2 separate regions of the Gossypium hirsutum genome follow, and region 2 is linked to region 1. The links are chromatin contacts, called in public Hi-C maps. All regions are on one chromosome and are shown on one strand. Each heading gives the region's core, a stretch centred on a gene start, on an enhancer-like site or on the middle of the called end of the contact. The rest is flanking DNA. Distances are from core to core; before and after follow the strand shown. Region 1 holds the start of LOC121224978. Region 2 has its middle 11 kb from the start of LOC107893533.

What was found. Hi-C and Micro-C count contacts between places; a contact is called where the count stands out from the background.
Region 2: a Hi-C map of leaf shows a contact between it and region 1, with 1.9 times the contacts expected there. The contact joins the enhancer-like site here to the promoter of LOC121224978 in region 1. A contact is called at or near these places in 9 of 34 Hi-C or Micro-C datasets (anther, callus, hypocotyl and 3 more).

What each region holds. Positions count from the first base shown.
Region 1 is chrD13:46,125,712-46,131,513 of Gossypium_hirsutum_v2.1, reverse strand. LOC121224978 reads left to right here and starts at 2,144. Exons shown (of 2, transcript XM_041108637.1): 1 at 2,144-2,463; 2 at 2,552-2,741. The coding sequence starts at 2,144. The coding sequence ends at 2,741.
Region 2 is chrD13:46,259,542-46,265,343 of Gossypium_hirsutum_v2.1, reverse strand. No RefSeq gene overlaps it. Among protein-coding and RNA genes, the nearest start is that of LOC107893533, 11 kb to the left of the region's middle. Within about 2 kb of position 3,098, at least 2 of the 9 cell types and tissues checked have an H3K27ac peak or open chromatin away from gene starts, as enhancers often do. A contact at or near this core is called in leaf, where this site is marked.

The DNA.
Region 1 (5,802 bases), core at 895-3,394:
ATGGGGTTGGAAACCCAGCGACAATTCGTAAATTGAAGCAACTCTTTGTTGCAAACGTTTCATATATTGTTTTTCTTTGTGAAACCAAAATTCATTCTAATGGGTTTTCTCATATTTGTTCTATTTGCAGAATGCAGGGATGTTTAGCTGTTAGCTCGCAAAGGAAAAGCGGAGGCTTGGCTTTGATATGGAGGGAAGGCGTGAGAGTTATGGTGTAAAACTATTCCAAATATCACATTAACTTGTTGGTTAGCATGAATGATGGTGATATGTTTAGGTTTATTAGTTTTTATGGCCAAATCGAACCAAATTTAAGACAACAATCATGGGATATGTTGAGAAGGGTGAAGAGTACGATAAATGAATGATGGATCGTGGGGGGCGACTTTAACGCCATCTTGAATAACTCTAAGATGGAAGGAGGTCATAGAAAACTTAAGACCTCGATGGATGAGTTTTGCAATATTCTAGAGGAGTTAAATCTGACTGATGTTAAAACTTGCAATGGTTGGTACACGTAGACTAACAACAGGGAGGGTAATAGGCTTGTTAAAGAGAGGTTAGACAAATTTATTATCTCTGATGTTAAAATGGAAAAGATGTCGTTCCTTACTTCACATATTGTTTGCTAATCAAAGTTTGACTATGAGGCCATCTTAACAGACACGAACGGGAGCAAGCCTAAGGAAAAGAGTAATGAGCCTAGGGCTTGGTTTAGATATGATATTTACTAGGTGAAGGAGTAGTAGGCTAGAGATACCATTACTAGTATTTGGTCCAATGAGGAGGGCAATCTGTTGGAGAAGATGGAGCTGATCCGGGATAAGCTGGGCCCGTGGCAATACCAGTGTTATAGAAGGATGAAGAATAATATAAAAGGGCTGAGAAAGGAGATTAGCAGACTTATGGATGGTCCTACGAGTGAGAGATCAACGAGTCTCCTTAAGAATGCTCGGTGTAAGTTAGGCCATTTATATGACGTGGAGGAAAAATATTAGGCGCTTAAGGCGCGGTCCCAGTGGTTGAAGGAAAGGGATAGGAACACCCGTTACTTTACGTGCGGGTGCCGGGTCTTAGAAAAAAGAACAACATAGAGAGATTTAAATATATGCATGGTAACTGGCATGAAGAAAAAAATGAGATTTGCCACATTGCATGGAATTATTTTAATGATCTTTTCAAGACCTCTATAAATTCGGATGATGAAAGTGAGTTACAGGTTGTTTCAGAATGCATTAATGAGAACATGAACAGGAGGTTGAACGAAGAGTTTACTGACGAGAAAATCTTGATGGCTTTCAAACAGATGGATCCTCAAAAGACTCCGGGGATTTATGGGCTTTCGAGGAGCTTTTTCAAAGAACACTGGCCTACAGTGGGTGAAGATGTTCTAAGTTTGTGTCATGATATACTTCAGGGTAATAAGAGTACCGAGTGCATTAATGAAACATTGATTGTTTTGGTCCCTAAGATTAAGAATCCGTGTGAAATGGCTAAATTCTGTCCAATTAGTCTTTGTAGGGTGATCTACAAAATTGTTTCAAAGACTCTTGCTAACCGGCTTAAAAATGTTCTCCCCTTGTGCATTAACCAAAATCAGACTGCCTTCGTTCCTAGCCAGATGATCCATGACAATGTCTTAGTAGCCCATGAGCTCATGCACTATCTTCGTAGTTCCAAAAATGGTCCGAAAAAGGGTTGTGTGGTCAAGCTCGATATGAGCCAAGCTTATGACCGGGAGGAGTGGAGTTTTCTTGAGAAAGTGCTGATAAAAATGGATTTTTCTAATGAATGGGTTTATAAAATTATGGATTGTGTTTGCACTGTTCGGTATAGAGTTAAATGTAATACAACTCTGTCTGACATTATTATCTCGGGAAAGGGTCTCCGCTAGGGGGACCTATTATCCCCTTATTTATTTCTTTTTTGCATGGATGCCTGTCCCATATGCTGATTTATGCTCAAGAGACTAACAAAATTAAAGGCATCCGAGCTAGTAAGGATGCCCAAGAATTAATCACCTCTTTTTTATGACGATGCTCTTTTGTTTGTCAGGAACAAACAAAGTGAGGTAGAGGCGTTTACAAAGATTTTGGAAACCTTTGAGAGGATGTCTGGCTAAAGTGTCAACTTGGAAAAGTCAATGGTTTACTTCAGTCCAAACACTCCAGTATTACAACGCGCGATTTTAAGTAGCCTGCTTAAGATGAAGATGGTGACCAACCTTGACAAATATCTTGATCTGCCCATCCCGATTGGTAAGAAGAATTCAGCTACCTTCAAAAGTATATTAGATTGTGCTGCTAATAGGATCAACAACAGGTCAAAGAGACTTTTGTCAAACAGTGGGAAGGAAATTTTCATAAAGTCTATCATTCAGTCAATTCCTACATATGCTTTCTCAGTTTTCTTTGTCCCTAATGGCGTCCTGAAGAAGCTTCAGTCCATGATTTGTCGTGTGTGGTGGGGGGAAAGATAAGAGCAGAAGATTACATATGTTATCTTGGGACTGTATGTGTTTCCCTAAAGATATGGGAGGTATTGGCTTCAGGGATTTAAGGCATTTTAATGTGGCTTTGTTAGGCAGGCAAGTGTGGCGACTAATTAGTTGTAAAGACACGTTATGCTTTAAAGTTCTAAGCGCTAAATATTTCCCGGAAGGTGATGTTCTCCACCCTAAGCAAATTGACAATCCCTCGTTCACATGGCAAAGCATTGCTAAAGCTGCTAGTATTCAGTAGGAGGGTTTCGATTAGAATGTGGGTAGAGGAAGCAAGATCAATATTTGGCACGACAATTGTGGTTTTGAAGGGCTTTCGGGTGTTTCGGTTGGTCTCAACAATAGGGAGGTCAAAGAGAATAAAGTGAGCGATCTATTGAATAATAAGAAAGATGGTTGGAACTAGAGAAGGATAAAAGAGATCTATGGCGAGCACGTGGGGACCAAATATGAAAAATCCCCATTCTTCATAATGGCCCTAATGACTATCATATCTGGTTCTACAATCCCCTTGGCTCCTATTCCACCAAGTTCGCCTACTCCTGGCTGAACCTGAAGCATGTGGGGTTTGGCCCTTATCGGATTTTCTGGAGGTTTACGTGCAAATTGCAAACTCTTCCGAAAATTAGAATTTTTTGGTAGTGCCTGGGGCATGGCATTCTTCCTACGTACGAGAAGATTTCTAGCATTCGGAGGGAGGTCAACAGCACTTGCCCGAGATGCGGAACTAAAAAAGAGACCATTCTCCATGTGATGAAAAACTGTTCAAGGGCACGAGCGGTGTTGGTTTATGGGGGTCTCAATAATAATCTGCTCGAGGGTAGCTACTGTCGGTGTGTCGACTGGATTGAAGATGTGACTTGTACGCTGGACAAGAAGGCGTTTTCTGATTTCATCACGGTACTTTGAAATATCTGGAATAACAAGAATAATAGAGTTTTTCGTGATGTGGAGGATGAGGCCAAAGTGACATGGGAAAGAGCTGCTGAATTAAGCCAGGATTTTCGCATATTCAACCTTCTGGAGAAAACGATGCTCCCAAAGTTGGTTATGGAGAAAGTCTGGGAGAAGCCTGGACAAGGGGTGATTAAAATAAATTTCGACACCACTACGAATGGAAGGAAGATGAGCTTTGGACTTGTGGCGAGAGATCATGACGGCTTTGTTCTTGGCGGGCGGGCAGGTGTTTTGGAGAAGAATGTACAAGCCGAATGGGCTGAGCTGCATGCGTTGGAAGAGAGTATAAGATTTGCTCGGACAAAAAATTGGCTAAAGCTGGAGTTTGAAGCTGATTGTGTCAGCTTGGTGAATCGGCTAAATAGGCCGTAAGCTAACTTTTTAATTATGGGCCACCGAATTCGGGAAATTTTCAAATTACTGGATCCGTGTTTTAGTTTTAGTTTTGTTTGGGCCCCACGCTGTTGCAATAAAGCAGCAGACTACCTGTGTAATTGGGCCACTATTAATAATTATACCAAGGATTTTAATGTTGATTATCCTTTGGAAATCCATGATATTATTTTAAGTGATGAAATAGATTGAGGTTGACCCTCTGGTCTTTTCTATAAAAAATTACAAGAATTTCATATCTTATCAAATATCATCATACATGAATAAGAAAGGGAATTTTCGTATCAATTTACATTATAAATATAGCACAACCTGGCTCTATTACCAATTGCTGGAAAAAAATTGGTTTGAAAATGGATTTCTTGCATAGTAGAAAATTATAAATTTGAAAATTGACCTGATTTGTGATATTTATAGCAATAAACCTTGAACCAAAATCATACATGTGTTTTTGGATAAGTGGATCTTTAACGTTTTCTGGCATTCAACTAAACAATCTTCTCCACTATTCTTGTACTACAAAAAGATTCAAGTATGGGCTCAAACCAATTGAATTAAAACACAGATAAATCGGTTATCAATTTCTATTAAAGAATAGAGAATTTTTGTTTTCACCTCAAAAGAAAAGAAAATCTTTTCTAGTTCTGTGTTTTGATTCAATTGGTTCAAACCCACACTCGAAGCAGTTCGTGATACAAGAATAACAGAGAAGATTGTTAGGTCGAAAGCCGAAAAATATCCAGGACCTACTTATCCAAAAATACATGTACGGTTTTGGTCTAAGATTTATTGCTATAAATATCACAAATCGAGTTGATTTCAAAATTTTAAATTTTCGCTACGTAAGAAAACCTTTTTCAAACTAGATTTTTTTCAATAGTTACATGGTTGATGAAAAGTAAACATGACCACGGGTCGTTTGTCTTTGTGATGAATGAATTGATTACTATTTTATAGTAATTGACTTTTCATGAAGGAAGATGTAATGGTTAACCATGAGATAAAATATGATCATATTGGGAGAATGGATATTATCCTAAAGAGATTAAGGATATCCTGTAAAGGTAACACACTTATGACAAGGTCATTGGAGGAGCACTAATCGAGTTACTTTCGTAATAGTATGTCGTTAGGGAGAGCTTAGTCACGATACTATAGTAGAATTACTTCGTGACTAAATGAGTTTATAATTAATAGGTGAAAAGCTGTAACTTAATTAAAAATCGTTTGAGCCTCAATTGCATATGTCCAATCGACCCCTCTGCTAGCTCATTGAAACCATAAATGAATTGTGTGTTTGAATCGAAATAAACAGAATGAATAGAAATAGAGAAATGAGAAACATTCAGGAATGATTATAGTTTTCTCTGAAATAATGAAATGAAACATTTGGAAATGAATGTGATTTTCTCAAACTGGAAATGAAAATAGAAATGAAATTGAAAATGAGAAATGATTCATTTGCAAATGTAGATGAATTAGTGAAAAATAATCGGGAGAATGAGTTTATGTTTTTGAGCTATTTTAAATTTTGAAAATGAAAATAAACTATTCAATCATAATGAACTAGTTAAGTTGTGAAATATTAAATATATTTTTAAGAAATTTTATCAGGGTAAAATCGTTATAATTTTGCCAGGGATAAAATTGGGATGAGAAAATTATTTAATAGAAAATATTGAAGTTTATTTTGAGAAATGGAAAAGTAGAATTAGGTTGGATCAAATTACAAAGTACTGGGTCGAAAAGTTCGGGAAGTACTCATAATTGGACTCGATGTGAGAGATACCCAAAATCCCTTTATAGAATATGAAGGGGCGGCAACCCTAATAGGAATACTAGGTGATGCTATCCACCCTACTCCTACTCTAAGTAGGAAGTTATTTTTCCAATTGAAATAAATTTCTACAATTAAATAAGGTTTCTACCTTCTTTTTTTATAAATAGATGGC
Region 2 (5,802 bases), core at 1,849-4,348, 130 kb before region 1:
ATTTGCTCTTTTTCCTAATTTGGTACCTTTTTTTTTTGTGATTCAGTATTTGTCAAACGTTTTACAAATTACTCCAATATACTAAAAATATTATTTTTTTATGAGGTAGCAAAAATAATCAATGTATGACTGTCATGTGACAGATGATATGATATTTTTTTGTATTTTATATGTTCAATTACTTTTATTTTTATTTATTTATTTTATTAATTGAAAATAATGATTTTCTTTTAATTTGGGGTTTTAAAAATATTTTTTTCTTATTTAATATTAATTCGTTAAGCATAGCTCATTTTAACATGAATTTACCCTAATACTGATAATATTTTTGTAGCATAACAAAAACAATTTTAATACCATTAGTATTTTGTGTAATTTATATAACATTTAATAAATTTAGGTACCAGGTTAAGAAAAAAAATGTCTAGTTCAAGTACTAAAATGGGTCCAAAAAAATTTAGGTGCCAAACTAAGAACAAGTATCAAGTTTAAGAACTAAATGTTATATTAAACCTTTTTAAAAATAAGAGGGATATAGATCAATTATTAAAATATAATTATAGAAATTCAAACTAGGCAATGCATAGTGATATTCTTAGTGAATAAAAAATTCAAGTATCTTCCATTGAAAATTACTTTTAGTTTTTGATACAATAACTAAAGATAGGGCCTTGACTTTCCTTTTCGTCCATTCATGATTCGACCCACCCTTGACATGAACTAATTTCTTTGAGCAACTCTTCCCCCTTAAAATGTGCCCTATTAACCTCTCTTTGTGATTGACAGTGCAGTATGGAATGCCTTCTTTTATTGCTATAATCAAACCATTTATTAACATTATTGTGTTGAACTCTTCCTTGATGAATCTCCATCGTTCTTCCAATCCGATCTCTGATATGAAGACCCCAGCCTATCTTCTCATTTTTCCTGAACCAACCTACTGTGTAGGTGTTCCATTTCTTCTGCCTTTGTATCCGAGTATTACTGGACGTATATGTGCATATAATCATTTTAATGTAAATCCCTTAAGAAGTTTGCAAGCAAAGATAGAAGCAGTTCATAAGGAAATTGCTTTATATAAATTTTATGAATTTTCAATTAATTTCTAATAATTTTTTTATAAATTTTAAAATTTTACAATTTCAAAATGTATTTGGATACATGAGTATCCAGATTCAAATGAACATTGACAATTAGTTGTCAACATTTACTATGTACTTATTTTTAAAATAATTTTAATTTATTTTTATTGACGTATGTCAACAATTGTTGCTAATGTGACGTTTGTTAACGGTCACATTAATGGTGCCGTGGAATATTAACCGTCAATGTTAGTTAAAGGGTTTAGCTAATCAATTTTGTTAATTTAAGGACTCAATTGATTTTTAAAAAAAAGTTTAAAGTTCATACTATTAAACTTTAATAAAACAAAGTGTATTTATTACTATTATCTTATGATGGATCTTTAAGCTTATTCCAACATCCAAACAATTTCAAAATGCAATTTATTCATAATGGAAAACAATATATGTTGGGACCAAAAACAAAATGAAGTCAAGAACAAAATAAATTATCACTATTTTATTTCTAAGATCATTATGAAGTGCCATTGGAGTTTGGAGGAACAAAGAAAGGTAAAAAGAAAAAAAAAAGGGGGGGGTCTCGAAATAGTGAGATAGCAATAGAATTCTTATGTTTACAAGGATAATGATTTGCATGAAGACATAACATTTTGTCATCTATATGTATGTATAGAATGCATGGTAATCTAAGACAGTAGATCCAAATATGGACCAAAGGGGAGAGCTCCTTTTGTTTGTCGAGGATATAGAAAAAGATGGTGGTGCCACTGTCACTGCCACTGCCAGAGTTACCTTTATTGGTTGCAGAGAAAATTTTGGGGACTGCAAGTTGTCAAAAAAGCTCCTTGTCTCCAATACATATATACCTACGTAACTAAAACTCACACAGCTTAAGAGAGAGATGTATATTGGAAAAGGAAAAAAACAAAAGAAAGGTAATAAAGCCTAAAGAAGAGGGGGAAGAATACACAACTCACTCCCACGACTTCACATATCGATGAAGCTTCTATCTTTATAATGTGCATAACTAAAGTTAAAAAGTTTATGCATCTATCTATCTATCTATATGCTTCCCTTTTCTCTCTCTCTCTCTCACTAACTAAGTGTCATTGTAATTAGAGTTAAACTTCCAAGTCCATCCAATGGATGAATTACAATCATGATGATCAAAGTATATAAAAGATGGTAATAGGTAGGCACGTTCTTCCATGCAATTCTATATCATTTGTAAACCTCTCTAAAGCACTTTGGATTCTATTTGTTTAATCGTTTGGCAGCCTTTAGTAATTTGTGAATTTCAGAAATTTTCTGTACAAAAGTAGACTATTCGGTCCAGAAGCTTCTTCTGTCTCACTCCCAACCCCACTCTCAAGTAGTTTTCATGTCTTTTTTTCTTTTCAAAGTGAAAGCCATAGTATTTCTTATTAATTTAATTATTCTCTGTTATATATATATATATATACCTTCATTTTATTGCACAACTGCATGATTTTTTTACCATATATCCTGTTCATCTATAAAAGTCTCGATTTTTATTTTTACTAACATTCTTTAATTGCATATTACACTTTTTAAGAGATAGGTTATATGTCTGAAATTGAAGATTTGTTCAAAATATGGAAGAATTCTGAAAATAAGTTTAGCCAAAAATATGGCTGTATGTACCCAATCCGACCTATTGCACTTTCACAACAATGAAAGAGTAGAAGGCTACGATGGAAAGAAAGTTTCAAGGAGGGTGAATAAATTATGAACACCCACCATGACAGTGAAATGTTATAAATTATATGTTGTAGATGTTAGCACAAGAAGTTAAGCAACAACTTCCAACTTTTCTGACATATTTTGAGTCGAAGCATGTAAACCAAAATTTACCCATTTTAGTTCGAATATTGGAACCCACATTTTCTTCATGGCCTATTTGAAAGAAGAAATCGAAATGTTTCAAAGCTGTCCAAGTAATGAGGCAACAAAATCACCCATGTCCACCACAGCCCAAAATCAGTACATAGCCCATCTCATTCCCAAATGGGACCGCCATTCGTACTAAAACTATGGGCTTCTTTATCTATCAAATTTTTTGTTCTTTTTTCCTTTTTTATGAAAAAGTAAATGTTTTAGATTCTACCCTGTTTCTTTCTATAAATAGAAATTATAATTAAAAAGAAAAATGAAAAGATTTGAACATTACTTGCATCATTTAAAAGCTTCTACTTTTTCACTATTTAGGATGTCCATTGCCATATGAGTACAAGCAAATGGTAGCTGTCAAACACCGAGTTAGATAGCACTTGCCTACTCGGGTAACTCAAAATGTTGTTTGCCACTTTGCCTTACCAGAGCTGTGATCGGATCAGATTTAATATTATCAAACTCTAAATTTATTTGAATTCATAAATGATTAGTCAAGTCTATTTAAATTTACTTAACAAAAAAATAAATAATTGAACAAATTTAAAATAGTTCAACAATTTATAGAATACAAGTTAAAATTTGTAATTACCCAAACCAAAAACGCTATATAAATAATTATTTTTCAAAAAAATTATATATAAGAATTATTGTTATCATTTATTTACTTGATTTTTTTGAAATATTTATAGTAAAAAAAATAGTTTGAAACTTTACCCTATAACGTCCAAAGTCTTGAAAGAAAACTTAATTTGTCAAAATAAATTTCAAAATCCAAAATTAGTGTGAAAAATTAAAAGTTAGACTCAATTCAAGAATTTCAAAAATCAATAAAATCGAATTGAACTCACCACTAAAACTTACTCATTATTTTTAAAGCAAAAAAAATAGAAATATGTTTTATTCAATAGTTAATAATTATATTATTTATTAAAATAAAAAATTAACAAACGTTTTTAAATATTATGGATTATAATTTATATAAATAAAAAAGTATTATAAGTTAGAAGATAGATGAAAATTGAAATCAAAGTGAATATCTTAAACAGTATTTTTTGAATTTATTTTAGAAAGCAAGTGAACCAAGCTTCCAAGTTTTGCGTAGTGTTGTAGGGGCCATAACGTGGACTCCAGTAACATTCAACCAACGGCCACAACAAAAACAACATGGATAATAATTGATTTCACATGTAATTATTGAAATGTCTACGTTAAATATATTCTTTTGGGTAAATTCCATCTAAAGTCACTCCAAAATAAGATTCCTTTCATTTTGGTCATTTTAATTTTTTTCTCAATTTAATTGCTCTAATTAAGATAATTGTTCGAACTAATCATTGCTGTTAAAAACTCTGTTAATCCACTAACGGATTGTTGATGTAACACATTAGCCAATTGAATGGCCACTTGTGACATTTTTTTTTTACTTTTGATTTAAGCTTAAAGACCTATATGTAATTATGTTGTCTTCGATATCGCGTTCGGTTTCCTCAGAGACAAATAAAAATCTAATACCATTGACACAATTCTTTTGTTTCTTCCATTTCTCAAACGCAAAGCCTTACTGATGACTAATATCTTTAATTTGTTTGGGCATGTCTTAGTTTCATTATCATTGCAATTGTTTTGCTGCAATTATTGACTTGAAATTCGTTGATGTTGAAGGGGAAGATGTATATTCTTCTTCTCGAAACAACAGCAGTACCAAATTATGATTCTACAAGTAACAACTCTCATATTGTTCAAATTGATACCTTATCTGATGAATTTGGGAGTTCTTTTACATTGGTTTCCCTCAGAGAGCAGCTCAAATAATGAGGCCTCTCGCTTTTCTCTATGATTCAATTTTTATACATAATTACAGAGGTCTCAACACATGGATGGATCATCATCATGAACTATCTGCATATGAAAAAGCATTTTATTTTAGCATTTAACAACATAAATGTTTCTTTTGGTATTTACTAGAAGTAGCATGGCATGGGAATCATTTCCGGTTGTTGAAACTTGAGAATTCACAATAGTTTTTTTTTAAGAATATAGTTATTTAAATCCCACTCAAAATTTTGAAAGAGAAAGTTTCCATCAACGAAGAATTGAACGAGCATTCGGGTTCGATATTCTGGCCGGTATGGAATGCGCCATCGAAGACGGGGTTGACATCCTCTTATTGTCACTTGGCGGTGGCACTTCCTTCCTCACAAACAGGTATTGACACTTTGTGGAGGATCCTCTCCAGCGCCACCATCGCTGCCACCAACTAGTTTCCCTAATGGTGGATAAAGGAGAGGTTTCAAAGAGAAGAGAAAAAAAAATTGGAATAATTATAGATGCTAGTCCTTAAGCTTTAGTTAAAAGTAAAAAAAAAAACAAAATTGACATGTGTTGTCATTCGATTCGCTAATGTGCCACATCAACAACACATTAGAGGATTAATGAACTTTTAACAACAGTGGCTAGTTCGAACAATTATCTTAATTAGAGTGATGACCTGCCGTCAAATGTAGTAGCCAATTCATGTCAATTCTGCACTTAAGGAGTTTGTTTTCTAAGAAATTTTAGATTTTATATTTCATTTTAGTAATTAGGCCTGAGGATTAAAAGTTAATAAAAATAAGTGTTTTTAACCATTCTGTAGGTGGTGTGACCCAATAGGTCGACACGGGCCTTAGGTTGTGCTAATTAGTTTAATTAAGTGTGTAGGATGGAGATATAAAGGCTCAATTGATGTGGAAGCAAAGGTTAAGTGATGCACAAGCTTCCCGGGATGTCAAGGCATAGAACGAACGACACAAGGTGTGAATTTAGT